Regions from separate parts of the Zea mays genome. Here regions 1, 2 and 4 are each linked to region 3. The links are chromatin contacts, called in public Hi-C maps. All regions are on one chromosome and are shown on one strand. Each heading gives the region's core, a stretch centred on a gene start, on an enhancer-like site or on the middle of the called end of the contact. The rest is flanking DNA. Distances are from core to core; before and after follow the strand shown. Region 1 holds the start of LOC100304310 (DNA replication licensing factor MCM5). Region 2 holds the start of LOC103654165 (putative clathrin assembly protein At5g35200). Region 3 holds the start of LOC100384116. Region 4 holds the start of LOC103654171 (60S ribosomal protein L39-like).

Region 1 (5,527 bases), core at 669-3,168, 140 kb before region 3:
TGCAATAGCTTTCTTGACATCAGAATGACCATAAATTGAAGGACCAATCATTGAGCAGAGCTTGGCATATGCATCTGGCCTCTGTGCAAATTCTTTGAATTCCATTTCCTACAAAGCAGCAAGAAAAATCAGCCTTACAGATAAAATGTATCTCCCTTATTTCCTACAAACCTTGAAAAATAAACCACCTCATCGAGAGTAAAATTTGAGGGACCGTTTGAGTTATTGTCTCGAGATTGCTCCAAACCCACAACTCTAATGTAAGGCTGTTTAACACCAACTGCACCCTTCTGGCTGCAAAATGTTCTTCAATGGCATTATTAATCATGTGCTTGGCCAAGTTCAGATTAACAAGAAACGAAATAGTTTTTAGATTAATCATACGTTGTGGAAGCTTGGTACACGCTGTAGATGCCAACGACAGTTAATCTGGTCCCTGGAACGATAGTCTGAACTAGGTGTCTATCTACAGAAAGCAGCATATTCCTTGGAAGCTCACCTGTTGGAACATCCTGGCCAAAAAGAGATCATTCTGTCATATTTACAACAAGACACGAGCAAAGCCCTGAAATGTATGATTGCTTTGAGTCGGCAACTTGCATCAAGGATAAATAGCAACTAACCTCAGGATTTTCTTGCAATTTGAGGGTCTGGAGATCCACATACTTGCTCTTATCCGGGACAGCAATCCAAGGATCCAGGGGGCATGGCTCTTCTCCAGGCTAATGATAAACAATCATACACATAACTATTGGAAACCATTTAACGATAAGGAACAACAAGTCTGTTCAAATGTTCTTTACTGTTGTATGCAAGATTATTTTGGAGTAGACTGCTGATGTAAAAACAATCTTTACAGTCTTTGTATTGAACATAATAGCTTGGGTTTCAGGTCAGGTGAATGAATAATTAAAATTGTTCTTTTGGGTGGGTTCGAGTATGTTGCTGACAGTTGAGCAGATTGCTGAGGAATATACCTGAGGAACATGGTCACACGAACGTGGAACGATAGCCCCGCCGAGGCCTGGCCTGCAAGGCACTGTCCTCACACTCCGGCAATTCTTGCATATAAGAGTTACATGAGTGGCTTTGGCTTTTACTCTCGATGCAGCAATTGTGATTCCCGCAATCTTAACCAGCTTCGACATGTAATCCGCCTGAAATTTCAAACAGCGACACCGAAATGAATTCTCTAAAATACACTCAAACACCGAAATCCCTTTTTAGAATTTCTTCGCTACTGAATACTGACCCCGACAGATCTCATGGACAGGCAGTTCTCCTTGGAGGAGAGAAAGATCTGGACATCTCCTGGGACTGGCTCCTCCATCTCCCCGGTCTCGCCGGCGACTTTCGAACGGAGGCTTGCGAGAACCTCGGACGCAGCCGTCTCGAACTACATAGGCCCATGTACGAGAGTCAAGTACGAAATCCACAGCACAGACGGATAACGAAAACTCTGAGAAACCAACGCACCAAAGGAAGATAATCGGCAGGCGACTTGCGGATCTTGTCAGAGAGCTCGGCATCGAAGGCGTCGAGGTCCTCAGTGGCGACGGTGACATGGTCGCGGTTGTGTACTAGGCTCTCGCTGAACCAATTGAACACAGGGATCAGCTCTGTTTCGCGGTGGACGCGTCATATCTAAGCAGAGTGATGGGAGTCGTACCGGTAAGGGAAGTCGCCGGTGGGGCCGGTGAAACCGCGGAGGAACTCCTTGAACTTGCGAAGGGCGGAGTGGCGGGTGAGGTCGGCGGCTGGGTCGCCGCCGGGGCCGCCGCGGGGGAACTGCGCCTGGTCGCTGTAGAACACGGCGCCCTCGTCCCAGCCCGACATCGCTGCGGTGGAGGCGAGGGAGGGATGCGGGTGGGTCGGCGTGGGCGTGGGCGTGGGCGTGGGCGTGGACTGGGATGACGGCGATGGGTCAAGTGTGGTGGGAAGGGCGTAATAGAGGTCAGAGGAGGGATTTGGCGGGAAAACGGCGGAACCTTTGGCGGGAGGAGGGGAGCTGGTCGTTGCTGCCGGGAGCTAGGGTTGAGCCTGAGCGGTTGGCGGAGTAAGGGGGGTCTTCGAAAATAGGCCTGTTATTCATGGGCTGGGGTGGGCTGGGGTGGACAGGCTGGCTTCGAGATTGTGGGGGGGCTTCTATATAAGCTTGAACCTTTATTACCTGCTAATAAGTCGCTAACAAAATGCAGGCTTCGTTAAAAAAATAGGAATAGTGTAGCAAACATATGCACTTGCGGTGAAAACGATAATAAATTCAATCTATATAACATATACTATCAAACATATGCACTTGTCATCGACTCCGATCGCCATGTACTCATGTCGTTCATCTATGGCATTGCAAACAGAGCGTAATGCACAAGCTGGTCTATAGCAGGCCCAAGACCATCATCAAACTGACGGTGATCGCCAGCTACCACGCATTTGACAAAGAGACGGCCGAAGCTATCTTCAGCGACCAGGCAAAGGAACGCCTCGACCACAAGGTCGAGCCACGCATCCCCCACAACCACGGGAAGAACACAGCAACAATATATGGCGACTTCCCCCAACCACACGAAATAGTAGTCGCCATTGCTGACTGATCGACTTAAGTTACCGTTCGAAGAGATTGATTCAGAAGGCAAGGGAAAAGTGACGGACCAGAAAGAGATCCTCCTCGACGGCTAGGAAGCATAGACTGTCGACTCCAGGTTCGGCAATACTAAGAAGGACATCAAGAAAAAGAAGCGCATAAAGTTTATAGTGTACTACGACAGTGATGTTTCTTCATCTTCACCAAAGGAGGTGGACGACGACTCTTCTTTCAAGAAAAAAGACGGTTAAACAAAACTACTCTTTTGATTATTCCCGCATTACGTACAACTCAAATGATCATTTATTATCTATTCATCATGGTAAGCCACCTCACTTTGATGGAAAAGATTATTCTTTTTTGGAATTATAAATGTGTGTTACATATTTTCTCTTCATCTGAGCATTTGAAAAGTAGTAGAAAACGGAATGCATGCATTTTGATAGTAGTGATAATGCTATTTATATTCATGAGCAAATTCATAAAAATGCTCAGGCCACTACTGTGCTTTTAGCATCTTTATATAGGGAAGAATATAACAAAGTTAATGCCTTGGACAATGCCAAGGAGATATGGGACACCCTCAAAATCTCTCAAGAGGGAAACGACGCCACAGTGATCACTAAGGAGTTGGTTGAAGGTGAGATGGGGAGGTTTGCCACGAAGAGGGGTGTGGAGCCAACTGACATGTACGACAGGCTTAAGACCCTGGTGAACAAGATCCGAAGCCTCAGGAGTACAAGATGGACGGGCCATGACGTCGTGCGCTTCATGGTAAGATCATTTGTTGTTATTGATCCTCATCTTGTAAATCTTATTCGTGAAAACCTTAGGTTTACCAAAATATCGCCCGAATAAATTTTTGGTAAGTTTGTGAGCGAGCGCATGATGGTAAAGGAAGCAAAGTACATCGACGACATCGCCAACAGACCTCTTACTCACTACGAGCCTTAACCTGTTGCACTTAAAGCAATGGCCAACTAAGAGGCGCTTCCCGACGAGATGGCGCTCCTAATCAAGCGCTTCAAGACCACCTTGAAGGGATGCAAGGACAACCCTAACAAGAACAAATAAAGGAAAAGCGTTCATGCTTCAAGCGTGGTAAGTTCGCTCATTTTATTGCTCAATGTCCCAATAATGAGAATTACCAGGACCAAGACAAGAAAGGGAAGAATGGGAAGAAGTTCTATAGAAAGAAGGGGGAGGCACACATTGGCAAGAAATGGGACTCAGATTGCTCTTCATCCGACTCCGATGACGAAGGACTTGCTGCCTCTGCCTTCAATAAGTCTTCTATCTACCCCAACGAGCGACACACATGCTGTCACACCCGGATTTTAGGGGTCCAAAACCCGGGTGCGAACATAAACACCAGGTGTGCTGGGACCAAGCCTCACACATATGATGCATAGTGGCACAGGATCGAATGTCACATCTTTACTATATAACAGGAGTTCTGTACAAAAATAATTAAATAATTACATCATATGAGGAAACGATCCAGCAACCCAAAGTTGACTGGGAGACGACGACCTAGACCTCTCACGAACACATCGCAGCATCCTCCACGCGCCTCATCCTGTGGTACCTGTTCTTGACCTGTGGGGGGTGTGAGACAGCAAGAGTGAGCTCACATACGTTCATCGCTCAGCAAGTTGTGGGGAATAATGTGCATGAACTCGCCAAAGGTGGGAGCTCACGTGAAGTGTAAGGCTTACCAAAAAGGATGGTTAGAGCTGAGCATTGCTTTTAAAGTTGGTCAAAATTTTATTAGCAGTTACTAAGTATAAGTAAATACCAACCCAATTAAGAAGTAAAAGTAACAACCTCACCTGCGATGCAATGCATATGACAAATTGAATTTAAGTTCCATAGATTAATCATGTGAGGGTCCGAGCTGCTCATGACCGTGAGCACGGCTAGTATACCAGTTTTACACTCTGCAGAGGTTGCGCATCTTTACCCACAAGTCATGTTACCCATCTGCCAAGGGATCGCGACTTCCCATACACCTCTACCGAGGAGGCGAGGCAGGGTAACACTACGAGGCCTTTACAAAGTTCCACTAGCTTCAGAAAACCCGCTACAGTTTATAGGAAGCTCCAATGCAGGAATCCCTTGCAGGACCGCCATCGCAGCAAAATCCTCCCGAGGGCCTCCCTACACTGACCACTCCCCTACTGCCCTTGCCCCTTTCGGGTAAGGTAGTCTTCCACTAGCTTTCCTAATTAATCAGCCAAGGGCGTCCCATTAAACCCTTGTGGTAGCACTGTTTTCCCGGGTGGTCGCTCCATGTTCCAATTAACATAATGATCTTATCATGAACGATAAATAACAACGGATAACAAAAGTATAATCATGAGTAATGTATCTTCATACCCAACACCACATAAAGCACTAGCAAGTACTACCCAAAAAGTTTAGTGGTAACAAGGTATAAAGATAATCAAACTAGGGTAACCTATTGGGTCCCATCAAAATTAACCTATGCAGATCATTATGATTAATTAGAACATGAGTGGATAAAAGAAGTGATCAAGGGCACAACTTGCCTGGCACTTGAGATTCCAGTTACCAGGGTGATTCTTCAGATCCTCGAAAGCTCGCGCTAGTCATAGCAATACAAACATACATGGTATAGACAAAATTAACATCACACCAAACATAAGGACATCCTGCATAATAATGATCTACGCGTTGCTACGAGATCGTGGGATCGAGAATTACTAAGATTGGAGTTACGATTAAGGAGTTATGATTTTATAGAAGATCTATGTGATTAAAATATTAAACTATATTATAAATTGGTTAATTATAAATCATATAATAGGTTATTCTATAAATAATTATCTCCACTTTTAATCTAAGTTATAAATTGTCCATAGATCTTATTCTAGTAGATTATAATGATAAGTAGTTTAACCAGACTAACCAACATAAATT
Region 2 (5,827 bases), core at 352-2,851, 250 kb after region 3:
TTCCCTGCTGAAACCCTTCTCATTTCTGTCATCTGCTTAGTTTTACTAAGCCTTGATCTCTCTTTTTGTCACAGGATTTGGTGAAGTACAACTTCTTCAAGGAAATTCAGAAGATAGTGCCCTCACTACGGGGCAGCTTTGCAAGTGAACCAGAAAAACTCGCTGAGGTCCGTCGGATAGAGCAGGTGGCTGAGCACAACAGGATAGCCCTAAATATTATCAGCCAAGTTGGAGCTGGCGATCCGTCTCTGAGGGTCTCGTTTGAGTTTACACACCACCCTCACTTCGCAGTGGCAGTTGTGAAGAGATCATGATTCAAGTTTGGCATCGCCAATTCTTTACCCTTCTCAATCTTGATAGTGATAGCGGATGATTCTTGTTCACGTGTTGCTCACGTGTTTATTGGTTCTCCAGAGCGCAAGCAACACCATGTGTTTTAGGCTGTACACAAACACCATTAGCAATTTTGTAGGCAAGATAAGAAAAAAAAAACATATGCTGGGGAAAAAAGTCCTTTCCCCTGGCATTATTTTGTAAGCAAATTTTTTTAGCTCACTTTGTTATGCGAAACATGATTATACAGATGTGTAATTTGAGTCGTAATTCGTTACTGGTATGACAAGGACGACAATTTTCTCTTGTTTGGCATTTTCTATTTTGCGGTGATAACTGACTAGTATTTTCCGTCCGTAATGTACTTGCTTTTGCACACAGAAGACAATACTCTTCTTGCCATGAGTTTTGACTTTGACGCCACCAAACTTTGGCATGCAGGTTGGATGGGACCGTGCAGCTGCAACTGGCTGCGTGCTCCATCACGCGACTGCCTTGCGTTGCGTTGAATGTATAACAAACGTATATATATACTAGTGGTACTTCTCAATTTATTACAAAAGTATCGTTTATGTTAATGAATTCGGTCATTTTTTTACTGTAACTTATCTAATCCTAACTAAGTTTATAGAAAAATACACCATATTTCGAATCTGTTTTTCATTCTCCATTTAACGCAGGCCAAGCTCTTGATATTATATCTAGCTACAATTTTGGATTTTTATTTTACACTTTTATCAAAACTTAGTTAAAATCTTATATCTTGAAAGCCATGGGATAGAAAACAAATTAGCCTTGAACAAACAAAACCTCGACATATAAAAAACTCGGAACGTCATATCGTCTACCATGTCCCGATTCACATCATCATCTTCGCATAGCTCACCTACCATCTGCATCTTATCATCCGGCGGTGCAGTTTACCTTCACTGCATGAAAGACCATGAAGCTTACCATCCGTGCATTTCTAAAGATATATATTTATTATAAATGAATTTATTTTTATTTCCTTTAAATTTAATTTACGTAAGTGGCTACAGATATAATAAAACCATATTTATCAAGACATCATCATCATCATCATTATTCATTGCAACGCACCAGTATGATTCTAGGAAACTCCTGTTCCGACGACGACGTACCGATTAATAATAAACAAATCTAATACAAGTATGTCAACTTGCAAATAAACGCCTTCTGGTATTCATGAAAAAGGGAGCGTGCCAATATGGCAAATATTGCAAGGCTTGCGTATGCAAAAAGAGCGTGAAATCGCAGGCTGATCGTCAACTTTATTAATTCTATACTAAATCATAGTAAGCATACCTATATGATCGGTATAGAAACCGTAGCATGCTCATCTAACTAGTCAACCATAAAGCTATGTTAACCGACCAAACTAGCCACCTCAAGCGCCATCTTGTTCGCTGCGGCTTGCTGCGGCTACAATCCGGCTGCGGCTGCGGCTTCTACAGTATTTTTCTCTCTATGGATTGCAGCTGCAGCAATCCAAACAGCTGCAACAGTGTCGGCTTGCAGCCAGCCGAACACGCCCATACTTGTTGTTGCAGTCGGGATCGTGCCTGCCTGCCTGCTCATTGGATCTGAGCGCAAGAACTCCAGATCGATCAAGTGATAGAAGCAGAAGGAAGCAAAGCAGACAACACAGAACACATCCATGATGAGAATGAAAAGCAATGGGAAGCCTACCTCCTACTCCTACGCCGCCGAGCTAAAAACAAGTCCAACTCGAAGGGGAGTCCGTTGGTCAGAGGCAGGGCTGGCCGACGCACGGGAACACGTGTGCTAATGTCACCCACCACGCGGCAGCGGCAGTGACCGCGTCCAGGTCCAGCTGCTCCTGCTTCGCCTTCCCTCCGCAAGCAAGGCGCCAGCCCCCGTTCCGTTTCACACGCCTCCTTCCTTCCTTCCTAGCCCTTCCGTCCTGTCCAGACTCCAGACTCCCTCCACACCAGTAGGGACTAGGGAGGACGCCGCCACTGCGACCTGCCGGCAGACGTCTGCCCCCTGCTTCCGGCATCCGGACTCCCCTGCGCCGCAGTTACGTTACGCCGGCGATCTCCTCGGCTCAACCCGGGGCCTTTCTCTCTGCGCCCCGCCAGGTCCGTTCGCTTCCTTCGTTCCATGGCGGCTCCGTTTCATTTCATCCGATCCTTTCGGAAGGGGAGTGGTCGATTTTACGGTGATCGCCCGCTGCTCTGTAACATTCGATCTTTTTTTTCCCCCTCTTCTTTTGCTTCCAGCTGGTCGTGCGCGGCGTTGCTGTCTTCCCCGATTCATTCCTTTGGCGTTCTGTTCTGTTGCTCATAATCTGGCCCGTTCTAGTTCTAGAAAAAGTTGGGCCTCGTTGCCTATAGGCTGGGGTTGGCCGTTCAATTTCTCACCGTGTCTGACAAGTCGCAAGTCGCATTCTTTGTGTGCGACTGCTACTGGTATTTGTGCGCGTTTTTTTGTTGTTGTCAAAATCTGGTCATCCAGAAAACTACCAGTGGTCACCTGAAGAAAATTAGACAGCTCGCACCAGCTCCAACACCGTTTGTTTCTTCGGTTGGTAATCCACCAACTGATCAGGTTTCGAACTGTGTTCCCTTTCGTTTTTTAGCATTTCTTCTGTTGGAGACCGTTTATCTGTTCCGAAGCGTACGTACGTTGGTGCCGATATTTCGGTGTCTCATTTTCTCTCTCTCGTGTTCAAAATTATTCAAAGCTGTGGTTGAAAGCTGTGGTTTTGGTGAGTTTGGCTTTGGTTTTATCAGACGAATCGCCCGCTTTCTCTTTCTCGGTCTCGAATTCTCGATGAAATTTCTGCCTTTTCCTTGTCCTTTTCTCTCTCGGTGTTAGATGTAATCAATTTCGTTTTCTACTTCTCCCATGTTTTTTTTTGGATTGAGGTGTTCCTTTTTTTTTGACGAGGCGGATTTGTAGTTACAGTATTCACTCTTGGTTCTTGTTTTGCATCTGAATCAGCCCAGCTGCTAGCAACCCAGCAGGTGAAGGAGAATGGCGGGAGGTGGCACGGGCATCAGGAAATACATGGGGGCTCTTAAGGACACCACAACAGTCAGCATAGCAAAAGTAAACAGCGATTACAAGGTACTGATGATCGCCAGCCTCAAATTCAAAGCTCTTTTTCAGGACCTCTCGTTGTTGCATGAGTCATGTATACGAAGTTACGAACTGTTCTTTCCTTGCTATTCTGTCCTTGTCACAGGAGCTGGACATTGCTATTGTGAAGGCCACAAACCATGTCGAGAATCCAACAAAGGAGAAATACGTGAGAGGTGAGATGGTCAATCATGGACTTCTGTCTTAGTGAATTTCCACCATGCCTCTCTGCTCACACATTCCTGGTCCGCAGATATCTTTTACCATCTTTCACCCGGAAGGCCTCGGGCAGATGTCGCCTACTGCATCCGCGCCCTTGGTAGACGTCTTTCAAAGACACGCAATTGGGCGGTAGGTCTACATCGATTTTCGCTGATGTTAATGTATGAGCAGTCCTGTTGATTGTTATGCCCCGCTTCAAATCTACTGGATGGGATTTACCTAAAGAAGAAAGAAGATAATCTGATGAAACATAGCTCCCCATTGTTATTTCCATTTGGACCGCAACATTTATCTTCCATTTCTTCAGGGGTTATCTCATTTTGTGCCATTTAACTGCCATGCATTGACGTTATGCAACTAGTTCTCCATGATGTCTTGTTTTTTCTTGTTGAGAACTCCATATCTGTCCCAGATAACGAAATTGTTTCTTCTAGCTATGGATCTGTTCTTGAGTAGTTGTTCTTGAAAAATATAATTGTTTTTTTGTCCATCCACACTGCTTAACCTTCATTTGAGGAAAAAAACTGTTAGCTTTTGGTTATTATGGGAATGAATATGTTAAGATTGTTTCAGTGTAATGCACAAAAGTAGAAGCGACATGATATTGATACTAAACTTCTGCATTTCCATTTTATCTGACAGGTTGCTATGAAGACATTAATTGTCATACACCGTGCTCTTCGGGAAGTTGATCCTGCTTTCCGTGAAGAGCTTATTAGTTATGGAAGATCTAGCTCCCATATGCTCTATCTGTCATACTTTAAGGACGATTCTAGCGCAGAAGGTGCCTAGTTGCTAACTTCAACCAGATGCTGCAACTATTATTCAAGCTAACAAGGACTTATTGTGATTTTGTTGTTATGCAGCTTGGGATTACTCTGCTTGGGTGCGCAATTATGCTTTATATTTGGAGGAGAAACTTGAATCATTCCGTGTACTGAACTATGATGTTGAAAAGGATCCGTTGGTATGCAGTCTAATTCAGTTTTATAACATTTGTGTTCTAAACTTGGTCGTGGTTTAGGTTGTATTATATATGCTTGATTTATCAGTTTTTTCTATGAGCAGACCAAGGCTTTAGATTGCCTATGTTTTTTTGTGTTGCATTATTGAGTGCTGCCCTAATACTGAATAAAAAGATTTTGGTCTATAGCATAGAATTGCAAGGGGCTTCTTGTGATTTTATTTATGAAAACTCTTATTTCCATAGCAAATTCGGGATCTTGATACAAATGGATTGCTCGATCAGTTGCCAGCTTTACAGCAGCTTCTTTTCCGACTACTTGGTTGCCAGGTGATTTAATTATTGTTATCATCTGTAGAAATACATCAGTTCTTGTGTTTCAGAGTTGTCAATGACAATTTGACATTTAACAGGTGCCTTGCTGATCTTCTCTCTCTTTTTTTCAGCCACAAGGGGCGTCATCTTATAACGTCATAATTCAGCATGCACTTTCAATGGTAAGGATTTCAGATCATTTGTTTAGGGGGTGCTTGAATGCACTACAACTAATAGTTAGCTGCTAAAATTAGCTGAGACATCCAAACAGTCTAGCTAATAGTTCAGCTATTAGCTATTTTTAGCAAATTAGTTAATAGTTAGCTAGCTATTTGTTAGCTAGCTAATTTCAATATCAATTTTTAGCCAACTAACTATTATCTCTAGTGCATTCAAACACCCCCTAGTAGCATACTACTATACTAGTGATCTTAACATTCCTTGAACTTGTTTTTATGTGTTATTAATGGTAGGTTGCTCTAGAGAGTGTTAGGATCCAAACAGCCATCAATGACGGGATACTCAATCTTGTTGACAAGGTGTGTACTTTCAGCTTGCTGTTCAAAATCAGGAAAAAAAATGCCATTTGCCTTTATTTTCTTGAGGTAACTTACATATTCTGCACACTGCAGTTCTTTGAGATGCAGAGAGATGACGCAATAAGGGCACTGGGCATGTATAGAAGAGCAATCGAGCAGGTAAATCATGATTTATTTTCTTCTGTTGGTTAACTCATTAACCTTTTTATTAGAACATCAGAAACGACACATTTACTTCTGTACAGGCAGAACAACTTTCAGAATTTTATGAAGTGTGTAAAAGTATACATATTGGGCGGGGTGAGAGATTCCTAAAAATCGAACAGGT
Region 3 (5,028 bases), core at 1,896-4,395:
AACATGGTGGTGACGGTCGTCGTGGATATGAGTCCATCGGCATACCAGAATATGGCTGGGGAAACCCATTTGTTGCCGATGTATTTGGCGCAATTGTTTTGGCGCCTAATTTATGTGATAAAAAATTAGGCATGTGAGTTTTTCCTAATGCATGCGCCATCCTTTCTATACCCTCTGTGATACTTTTAATCTGATTATCAAAAGAAATTTTAATAGATGGAATATCATCGACTGACCTGGCATCACCTATCGTGGGGAGCTGTTGCAGCACGGATGACATGTAATCGACGTCTATTTCCCTCTCCTTTACGACCTTCCGGTGGCGATCTACCTTGAAGTGCGAGAGATACCACTTTTTTCGCCACCTTGAGCATCTGATCCTGTTGTCGTTGGATCTCCTCATCCATCTTCTTCATGTCATCCTTTAAGTTTTCATGCTCTGCGGCCGATAAATTAGTCAGCCTTTTATCGCTATTTGGAGAAGCACTGTTGAGATCTTTAGAATCGGCCATGTAAGCCTGATTTTGTAGATCTGCAACCTCGTCCCCAGCGAAGTCGCCAAAAAGTATGTTGACACTTTTTTAGGGGCGCCAATCACTCAACAAGAACCAGCGGCGGTGATCTCTGGTCAGGCGCGGACGGTCCGCGACACAGGGCCAGACGGTCCGCGACCTGGCGCGAGGCTAGGGTTCCCTGCCTGACGGCCGGACAGTCTGCGCCCTAGGGCCGGACGGTCCGCGACCTGGCGACAATGTCGTCTTCCTCCTTCTTGCTGGAATCTAGATCTCGTCCCCTTGGGGGAAAAGATCTTAAGGTGCTCTGGGTCGACAGGTCACTCGGGGCGTCTCCAGACGACGTAGAGTCACCTAGGAATTAAGAGATCATTTCGAGGAAGAGGTTTTGGATGGACAACTAGATCTTGCCCCCCGGGAGGGGTGAGATCTTAGGGTCGTCTTGGGATCGGCAGGCCACCCAAGACGGATCTAGAGGACGTAGAGTCGAATAGGGGTGGAGGTGGATATGTAGAAGACTACCACTAGAACTATGCTACATCTACTCCTAGGGCAGGAAAAGTAAATAAGGTAATTGGTTCGATTGGAATGTGTTCGGGGGTCCTCAATCAGCCGTACCCCTTTATATTTATAGGGGACGAGGTCTGGACCTTTTCCTAAGAGATAGCCAACAAACTCCCACGTGATTAGATAGATAACCACGCACGAGATAAAGATAATCATCCGAGTTAATCTAATCTCGGGACACGCGGACCGTCCGGGCCCCAGGGCCGGACCGTCCGCTCATTTTGGTGTCCAACAATTTCCATATCCCTACATACACTCCGTCATATGGTTTGCTCTTCGGAAGCACGCATGTCACTAGCTACAATGAAAAAGGAGCATTATGTAAAGCGTCTGCCATTAGCTTTTGAGGCAGCACGATGCATGTCATGTACACCCATGCATCCACTTGCGAAAGGCCAAAAGGGGGGCTAGACCGCTAGAGCCAGAGGGCAAGCTACGTAGTAGCCACACCATATATGTCGGTATTTTTTTTAATTACACGCTAACCTCTAAAAGAACGTACATACACAAATTCTGTATAAGAAAAACGGATTTCTCCACGGGCATACCGAACGTTATTTTTAAAATATATATATATAAGACATTTGTCCCCATGCAACTAACTGCGATGATCTATCTGTTTCTGTTCCTTGTTCCCGGTTCAGAGCACCGGAACAATTCGGTAAGGTTGCTACGGCCCTTTAATAAAAAGATTACCTGCCTGCAAACAGTCCTGTACCCCTTGTGCAGCCAAAACAGCATCTTTATTACCTGCTAAACAGTCGAAAGAAAGGTAAGCATATTTAATCTGATCGACCGATCTATCATTCCAAGCTTGCATTGCGGCCAGGAGCACCCAAGCCCTTCCATCATTTGGTATGGTGTGCTATAAATGTTATGATTTGCTTTCTGAAAGGACACGTGGTGTTATGATCGTTCCATTCGGCTCCTTTGTCCATGGGGCTGGTTGATGATACCTGCTACGCTCTACTCTTGTACTTCACGCTAAACACAAACCATCTGAAAGTTGCCCCTCTCTCTCTCCTCCTCCTCTATCGTCTCTCTCTCTCTCTCTACCGACTACCGAGCACCAGATTATGCGTGCTTGTAGTAATGCCCAAACAGCCAGTTTGTCTGCTGTCTGACGATGGGTTTCTTTGAAGGAAATAAATAAAGACGGTGACGAGGCCACTGACAACACCGACAGACAGCGACGGAAGCTAGCCTAGCCGAATGGACCGGACAACCAACGCCTTACCGCCCTCAAGAGCCACGAGTGGACTGACCATTCCATGCCCAGATTTCAATCACGAAAATGCAGTCATGTCCCGTTTCTTGTCTGTTTTTTTTTCTAAAAAAAAAGCCTTCGCACCCATTCCAACCACCCTGAATCTGGGCCTTATTTGGCCCGCAACGAAGGGTAGAAGCTGGGCTGGCCTAAACGGTCCAGTGATAACTAGTAAGACGGCCTCCAGCAGGTCCTCTAACAAGCCCAAGAGACCAAAAATTTACGACGTACTAGCAGCTAGTATACATTTTAGCATGAAAAACTGGATCGGGTTTGGTCGTTTGAGGTTAACTGAGGGACCCTTTTTCCCAACGTTTAGATCGCCATGCATGGAAGCAGTAGAAGACGGATCATGCGACTGTGAGTGCGTGTGTCGGTTGGCGTGTCGTGTCAAGCTGAGGAGCCGATGAACGAAGCACGTGGTCCGCCGGAAGCGGCCCTGCTTCGTCGCACGCATGTCCGCCTCCACATCCACAACCACACGCCTTTGAGCTCGACGATCAACCAGTGGCCAAGGACCCTAACATTTTGGATAACGTACGGCTCACCCACACATGCACTGGCACGCGCGATCCAACGAACAGCAACAGCCTAAACCCAATACTACTTGCTGAAAACTCTAGCTACTTGCACACGTACTTAGATGATTTAACACCGAGTAAAATAATAAGATATAGATTATAATTGTTTCTACCTATCTATAATGTCTTTAAACTCGTATTTTATGTTTAAGTTATATTTTCCACACTATAGAGGATAATACCCCCCCGTCTCCCTTGTGTTCTTTTCGTTCGTTCCCCTCGCCCTCCTCCCTCCCTCCCCGTCGATTCTTTCACAACACCACCAGGCACCAGCGGACCAGCAGCAAGCAATCGCGCTTAATCACTCGCCCCCGTTACAAATCCGAGATATTCCCAAATATCTTCTCTTGCCCTCCCCCACCGCCTCCGCCTCGGATTCCATCGCCGCCCTTTTCCTTCCTTCTCCCCTTGCCCGCCCGCCCGCCCGTCCAGGACTGTCCTTGGCGTTTCTTACGCAGCTCGTCCTTCGCGCTTCTTTGCCGGCCGTTAGAGAGAAAGAGAGAGAGTGAGACAGGATCACTCGGTAGTCGGGATCGCGCGGCGCCACCGTACCCCGCCCGGGACATGTGCGTGGAGGGGCTAGACGACGCAGCAGGGACGCTCGCCTTCGGAGACCACGAGAACGACAGGCGCGACGGTGCCGCGGTGCGTGATATGCCGTTGACTTTTTTTCCCTTGCTTGCTCGTTTGCCGGGGGTGAAATTTCGTGCCTTTGCTCTCGCCGGCGACCCTCCGTCCTGGAGTTCCGTCGTCGGCCGCTCAACCGCGAGGAGGGAGGTCGGTCGGTTGCGGAGACGGAACCGAATTTTCTCCTTGGTGGTGGTTGGTTGGTTGCTTCCGGCCGGGCCACCCTTTTCTTGTCCAAATGCAAATGCTTCCTCTCTGGTTATTATTTTTTTCCCTGGTAAAGCGTAGTATGTAGGACCAGGATAGGTTAGCTATCATTTATTGACGCGCCAGTAGAATTAAACAACTGCCCGTACAATTCGTTTTTCCCCCCTCGCCCACTAGTACAGTACTGTAGGTAGGAGTAGGTCAGTAGGTGTGAAAGAGAGGGGAGATGCTCTAGCACAAATCGTTCAACGTCAGAGTCAAATGTCAAAAAAAAAAATTAGTGAGCCATGTTGCTAAGGCCTTAGTGATGCTACCAGCACTAAGCCATGTTTCTAAGCATGTACGAGTAGACGGTGGCAAAGTTCAGTTGGTACTTTGCTTGTTCCTCAAAGAGGCCAAGAAGGAAAAAAAAGGGGGTCAAAGAACAAGGTCGAGCAACTCTTCTAGTGATCCATGTTCTGTATAGCACTTTTTATCTAGAGCTCTTAAGATATACATAACATAATGTCATCTGGTGGCCCGCGGTGCCCTTTAGACTATAATGGGGTAGCTTTGTTCCTTTACCTGCTAGGGACGTTGCAATAAACAGGAAGTGGATTACGGAGTGGCGCGCAAGAATGCATGTACACGTGTAGGCTTTACATGGCTCTGCTAATTAGCTCAGCTGAGACGAACAGCCGGGGTTGCTGATGTCCTATCATATTGCCACAGCTGTTTGCTCCTTTGCCAAGTTTATATACGAGATGTTATAACCTTTTTGGCTGGAAGGACAATTGGGTGTTTTCTTTATCATTTGCCCCTCTCTAGAAATTGTTACATGTAGCCTTAGCTTTCCTGTCCAATAATGATTTGCCTCCTGTCACTTAGCTTTACCAGATCGGACTTCTGATTCCACGTCGCGTGCTAGCAACAACCAGCTAGCTGTATCACTACTTAACTACTGCGTGCTATCTGTGGTGGCAACAAGTATGTCTAGGGAATTCCAGTTCTTGGCAGCAGGGTGGGAGTGCTGGAGTAGGATTTTTTATTCATTGCCTGCTTGGAACTAATAACCTGTTCGCTTTAAGGGTTTCTTCAATCGAATCTTATATAGTGCTTATATTTTGGTTTGAGTGGTTTATCTTTTTTCCGCCGGGTTCTAATCCTCCTTGGATAATGTGCAGATGGAGAGGGTTTGTGAGAACAACTTCGTCCCGTTCATCCGGTCAGGGGAGTGGTCTGATATTGGAGGTCGCGATTACATGGAAGATGCCCATGTGTGCATCTC
Region 4 (5,214 bases), core at 1,195-3,694, 230 kb before region 3:
GTTGTTTAGTGTCGAGCCGTGCGTGACCGGCTTTGGTTGTTGCGTAGCCGTATGCTGGCGAGACAGAGAGATCTGGACTTGGACGGCCCCGGGAATTGCGGCTACGACTTGGAGCCTTTGTAGCACGGAGGATCTATGCCATGACGGTTGTTATTTAACTGCCAAATTGGCAGAAAGGGCTGGCGCCAACAAACCGATCGATGGGAATGGAATCGTGCACCAAAAGTTAATTAAAATCCTGATCTTAGCTTGACGACCCAATGGTAGGATGCCTGGTGAGTGGTGAATATCTGTCTCCTACTACCACAGCTACGTAGTACTCTCACAGTTCTAAGCTATTTTGTCCATATGTACCTTTTGTGAAGTGCATTGCAAACGAAATCCAGTACATATAGGAATCAGATTTTATATCGTTGCATCTCTTGAAAGCTCTACAGACTTTTATTTATATCGGATTGCACCTGTCGACAGAAATCACTGTAATAGTTAGTGGCACAAGAAAAAGAATTTCTGCCACTTACAATAAGCATCTCTCTCTTTAATTTATCTAGAGATTAAATGGTACGAGTTATTTTAACATTGTCAATCTTTAATGGTTCACCGATTGTTTTATCGCACTTGACAAAACTAAAAGTAAATCTAACTTATTCTTGCTAATTCTTTTGAATCGATAATCATGTTGGAGGTTTTGACCTTAGCTGGCTGAACAAGTTCAGTGGCATATGTATCATTAGACTCATCATCTGAGGTACTTTAATCGCATCCTACCATGTGCTTGTTATGAAGAGATGTTTTAGATGGTTCTTTACTACGAAATTCACAAGTCTTTTTTTTCTCGAACGCACAGGAGAACTGCGCTCCATTATATATTAAGCATAGAAATAGAAAAACAAAACAAAACAAAAGGTTTACAGTCCTCCTTACGGAGGCCAGAAACAGGCATACAAATATAGATCCATAAGGGGATCAAAAAATCAAACTACTCAAATCTTCCTAAGGCTCTACCAAGGGTTCAGCCAGATGTGTGAGGCCTTTTGCACTGGCCACTTCACATCTTCTTCTTTCCTCATGTAAGATCATGTAAGATGCACTTGAATTAGCGAGAAGAACTAGTCGTCGTCTAATTTTCCTTTTAAGTACGAGCACAATCCATTAAAAGCCTGCCCTATTGTTTATCTGTAACATGGATCTGAAAATATCGGTTTCTAATATCTCGAAATCTCTAAACATAATCACTAACTGGTTCATCTCTTTCATGCCAAAGTGATGCTAAGTCAACTAATTCTAACTCATATTCCTAGAGAGAGAAAATGCTCATATATATTATGTTCTAAATCACCCCAAGAGCTAATATAGTTGGGAGGCAAGACAATATGCCATGCAAAAGCGTTACTACTAAGGGGCAAAGAAAATATGCGAAAACAGAAAGCTTCTCTATGGTCCAATTCTTCTAGTTATGCTAGAAATTGGCATGTGCGATTGTGTGTGATTTTACCCACACTCACTAGAAAACTTTTGGAAATCCAATATTCTAGTCTCTTACGGGTATGGGATGGTGTCAAATCGGTGGTCATATGGCTTCCGATATGACTTTCATATTCCGGTCACAACAGACATTCCAGCATGAGGTGTGGGACGGTGAAGATTAAAAATGACATAGAGCCGAAGCAAGATAAAGATTAAGATTAGAAACTACAACTATAGTTAAACTATGGCTACAACAACTTCTAGATCTAATGCATAAGAAAAAAAAAGTAAAAAACTACTTTATAGATCGATTGTTGGTTGATTTAATCGATCGTACCCCTTTGTATATGTAGGGAGTCTGGACCCGTTCCTAAAAAAAACCCAACAGTTCCTCGTGAGTTATTAGAATAATCCCGTGAAGAATAAGGACTTCAGCCCGACCTAATCTAATCCTATACTATCCAGGTTGACACACGGACTGAGGAGCGAATTGTTTGAGCCATAAGGCCAGATCGTCGTACTTGTTGGCTGGTAGATTCGGTGCTCAATAGAAAATCACCATATACGCGCCGAGGGACGGAGCCAGAAAAAACTTTAGGAGGGACTGGACTAAATTGCTGTAGTATAAAAACTTATTTTACACTATATTGTATATATTTTAGATTATAGGAGGCTATAGTGAGGCTCCATGGGATCCGAAGCGGTAGGGGGGGCTCGAGCCCCGCCCGCCCCACCGCTGGATCCGTCCCTGTCGCGCCTGTTATCATAAGAATATCTTCTACTATCCAAAGCACAAGATATGTTTGCCCTTACATCAAACTAATGGGCTCTATGCAATACAAGGCCTATTACGTTGCCCAGGAACAGGCCAGCTTCGGCCCACGGGGGTCCAGCCCATGAGGCAAGCATGCCCAACCCAAACACCGCGCCTCTCGCTTCCACTATATAATCCTCACTATCCGCCATTTCATGCCTTCAGGCTTCTAGGGTTTTCGCGCCGCCGCCGCCGCCGCTTCGTCGTCTCCGCCGCAGCGATGGTAACTGCCGCCTTTTCCATGGTGTTGCACTGTGCCGCCTTGGTCCCATTGTTTCTCTGACATGGTTGCCGGTCTGCTCCTCTGTTCGCGCAGCCGTCGCACAAGACCTTCCGGATCAAGAAGAAGCTGGCGAAGAAGATGCGCCAGAACCGCCCCATCCCCTACTGGATCCGCATGCGCACGGACAACACCATCAGGTGACGGCCTCGACCTCACTAAACTCCCGCTCGTGTGATCTGGATCCGGCTGTTGCTGACCCAGCGGCTGCGTACTGTGCTGTTTCAGGTACAACGCCAAGCGCAGGCACTGGCGCCGCACCAAGCTCGGCTTCTGAGCGCGCGGATCGGCCGGCTCCTGCGTCGGAATTCTAGGGTCTCTACCTTTCCTTTGGTTTTATCGATGTCTCTTGTGTTTCTGTAAGCTAGCAAACAGTTCCAGAAAGCTTTTGTTAAGATTTTGATGACGCTAAGAGGATTGATGCTACTATGCTGTACTCAGGATTCCATGCTGCATTGCGATGCTAAATTAAAGAACCTCTGTTACCTTACTTTATGTGTAGTGTTGCAGTGATTGAGTCCTAGATTTGATCACTGGGTCAGTTCCGATGCATGGATTGTGGTGTCTCTCTTTGACTACGCTGGAATGAAATGAATACATAAGCCATTCATATACCTTCATAGAATAAATTGTCAGCGCAGGTGCCCCATGTAAGTTTTTGTCTGCAGTGGTGCATGCATTGTTGGTTTTAACATTGTTTGACTTGTAGATGGTTAACGAGCTCTGTGTATATGAATAGTGAATGCCTGTGTTTGGTAATGAGCTCATTGCTTGACTCAGTCATATGTTGTAGTAGATCTGTGTGGTTCTTGGAAGGATAAACCTAGTGGTTATGTACATGATGGTAAGTTGGTAACCTATTGGTATTTAGATGATCCTCTTCTATGGTTGAGAGGACGTTGAAATCTTCCAACATCTGGCATCAGTGCCCGGAAACAGGGAAGAGAAGAATTTCAGGTTCAGGGGCATCGTGGCTGACGGACGCAAAAAATGGGGCAGGCAATGAACTGTTGTCTCATTAGTCTGTGCCGTTGCGTGTGTTGCTCAGGGGTCAGGGCCACTACATCTCAGGATGTAGGATAGGATTACCTGTTATTTCTATTATCAATGATCGATCACTATATTGTTTTAGAAACCTTTTCCGCGTTGCCAGTTGCGATGATGAGATGATCATTTTTACTAATCTGTATGGTCGGTGTATGATGTCAGGCTTCTTGGTTGCACTCGCTTTTACTCTGTATATGTCATCTGTGGGGGCTGTTAACTTCTCATTAAGCATGCAATCTATAGAGACAAACACAAAAGAAATAGAACAGTAGATACGGATTAAAGCCAAGCTAACATGCCCGTCTTTTTTATTAGCTTAGCTACATGATTTTGTCGAAACCTTGTGTTATACTGTCAGGTTTTGAATTGCGTTTTACAGAGTAATTGTCGTGCGCTGTTCTCGTGGTGTTGATCTGGTGCTGGCGCTATTTTGTTCATTCTTGTCTTTTTTTTCTTTGCTTGTGAAATTCAAGGATGTTAAACGTTGCAACTAACTTATTGTTTTTGCTTTTTTTTGGTTTGTATAGTTTCGGACGTGTTTACTGGCATTTCCAGTGAACGCTGAGGATGCCCCAACGCCTCTATTTACAAATTTAATTGCGATTCGTCGGGCTGGTCGCCTGTAAGTGTCCGACCAGGGGGACGACGTCATTTATTTTTCTGGTCGTCCTAATCATTGATTAGGCGTCCAAATTGTCTGATTAGTCGTTCGATTAGCCATCTCTGGTCGACCAGTGTGCAGCGGGCTAGATGTGCTATTGGGCTTCACCGTTTTTTGGTCAAGTAGCTGCATAAATCTGTATAAATCTGTTTGCGCCCCTAAACTCTAAAGCCTCCCCTGTGCCTGCGCCCCTCTCGTCTCTCCTAAACTTTCTGTCCTCTGTGGCTCTGTCGGCGTCGGCTGCTCCAGCCTCCAGGGCTCTCCATCGTCCACCAGCGTCGGCATGCAGCTCATGCTTGAAGGTCATCCCTGCCCCCTGCTCATCTACAAGGCACAAGATGAGATGACACACAAGATGAGCTCGTCATCCGAAGGTCATCCCTGCTCCCCTCCTTCCCCCTTGTTTGCAGTTTTGCATTCTGTGCAACAATACCCATTTGTTTGCAGTCTGCCCTGGCCCTGCTCATCTAGTGTTCTATACTTTTATATTCTATTGCCTTCAATAGTTCTTAGCTTCATAGCAGCGACCAGTTTATCACAGCAGTCCAGCAGCACCAATGATCTTATTCTTACCAGTTTCCATCAGTCCAGCAATGGCACATATCTAGTGCCTAGTAGTGACTTGACCTCTATTTGTTGACATGTTCAGAGTTTCATGCTGCTGGTGGACGAAGAGGTGCTGATGTTGAGGTCTTATTCCCCGGGTCCAATGTGGTTGGCAATGGCAATGCAACTGCAAGTGATTCTGTTCCTCCGGTGACCTCAAATGTTGATAGCACAGACCCTGCTTCGGCATTATCAGCTGCCGCAGACTCAAAAAGTTTTGCTGAAAAGGCTATTGCAGCACTCCCTCCTGAGCTTAGTGCACAAGCAACTGACCCAAAAAGAAAGGCAAGGTAACAGGACCCAGGATGGAAGTTTGGGTGGTGGCGAGACACAACAAAA

The links. Hi-C and Micro-C count contacts between places; a contact is called where the count stands out from the background.
Region 1: a contact with region 3 is called in a Hi-C map of ear, with 2.9 times the contacts expected there. The contact joins the promoter of LOC100304310 here to the promoter of LOC100384116 in region 3. A contact is called at or near these places in 5 of 25 Hi-C or Micro-C datasets (bundle sheath, ear, endosperm and 2 more).
Region 2: a Hi-C map of ear shows a contact between it and region 3, with 1.8 times the contacts expected there. The contact joins the promoter of LOC103654165 here to the promoter of LOC100384116 in region 3. A contact is called at or near these places in 3 of 25 Hi-C or Micro-C datasets (ear and leaf).
Region 4: a contact with region 3 is called in a Hi-C map of ear, with 2.2 times the contacts expected there. The contact joins the promoter of LOC103654171 here to the promoter of LOC100384116 in region 3. A contact is called at or near these places in 3 of 25 Hi-C or Micro-C datasets (bundle sheath, ear and tassel).

Annotation. Positions count from the first base shown.
Region 1 is chr4:178,777,799-178,783,325 of Zm-B73-REFERENCE-NAM-5.0, reverse strand. It overlaps LOC100304310 (DNA replication licensing factor MCM5), which reads right to left and starts at 1,918. Exons shown (of 19, transcript NM_001318397.1): 1 at 1,670-1,918; 2 at 1,477-1,591; 3 at 1,253-1,396; 4 at 978-1,157; 5 at 624-722; 6 at 385-512; 7 at 189-294; 8 at 1-108. The coding sequence starts at 1,836.
Region 2 is chr4:178,382,186-178,388,012 of Zm-B73-REFERENCE-NAM-5.0, reverse strand. It overlaps LOC103654165 (putative clathrin assembly protein At5g35200), which reads left to right and starts at 1,601. Exons shown (of 17, transcript XM_020552730.3): 1 at 1,601-2,456; 2 at 2,598-2,925; 3 at 3,322-3,447; 4 at 3,566-3,635; 5 at 3,713-3,810; 6 at 4,324-4,465; 7 at 4,548-4,648; 8 at 4,892-4,975; 9 at 5,092-5,142; 10 at 5,434-5,499; 11 at 5,593-5,658; 12 at 5,745-5,825. The coding sequence starts at 3,355. It overlaps LOC103654166, which reads left to right. Exons shown (of 16, transcript XM_008680989.3): 16 at 75-641. The coding sequence ends at 314.
Region 3 is chr4:178,639,478-178,644,505 of Zm-B73-REFERENCE-NAM-5.0, reverse strand. It overlaps LOC100384116, which reads left to right and starts at 3,145. Exons shown (of 4, transcript NM_001323077.1): 1 at 3,145-3,572; 2 at 4,925-5,028. The coding sequence starts at 3,492.
Region 4 is chr4:178,870,059-178,875,272 of Zm-B73-REFERENCE-NAM-5.0, reverse strand. LOC103654171 (60S ribosomal protein L39-like) reads left to right here and starts at 2,444. Exons shown (of 3, transcript NM_001377485.1): 1 at 2,444-2,504; 2 at 2,598-2,701; 3 at 2,790-3,056. The coding sequence starts at 2,502. The coding sequence ends at 2,838.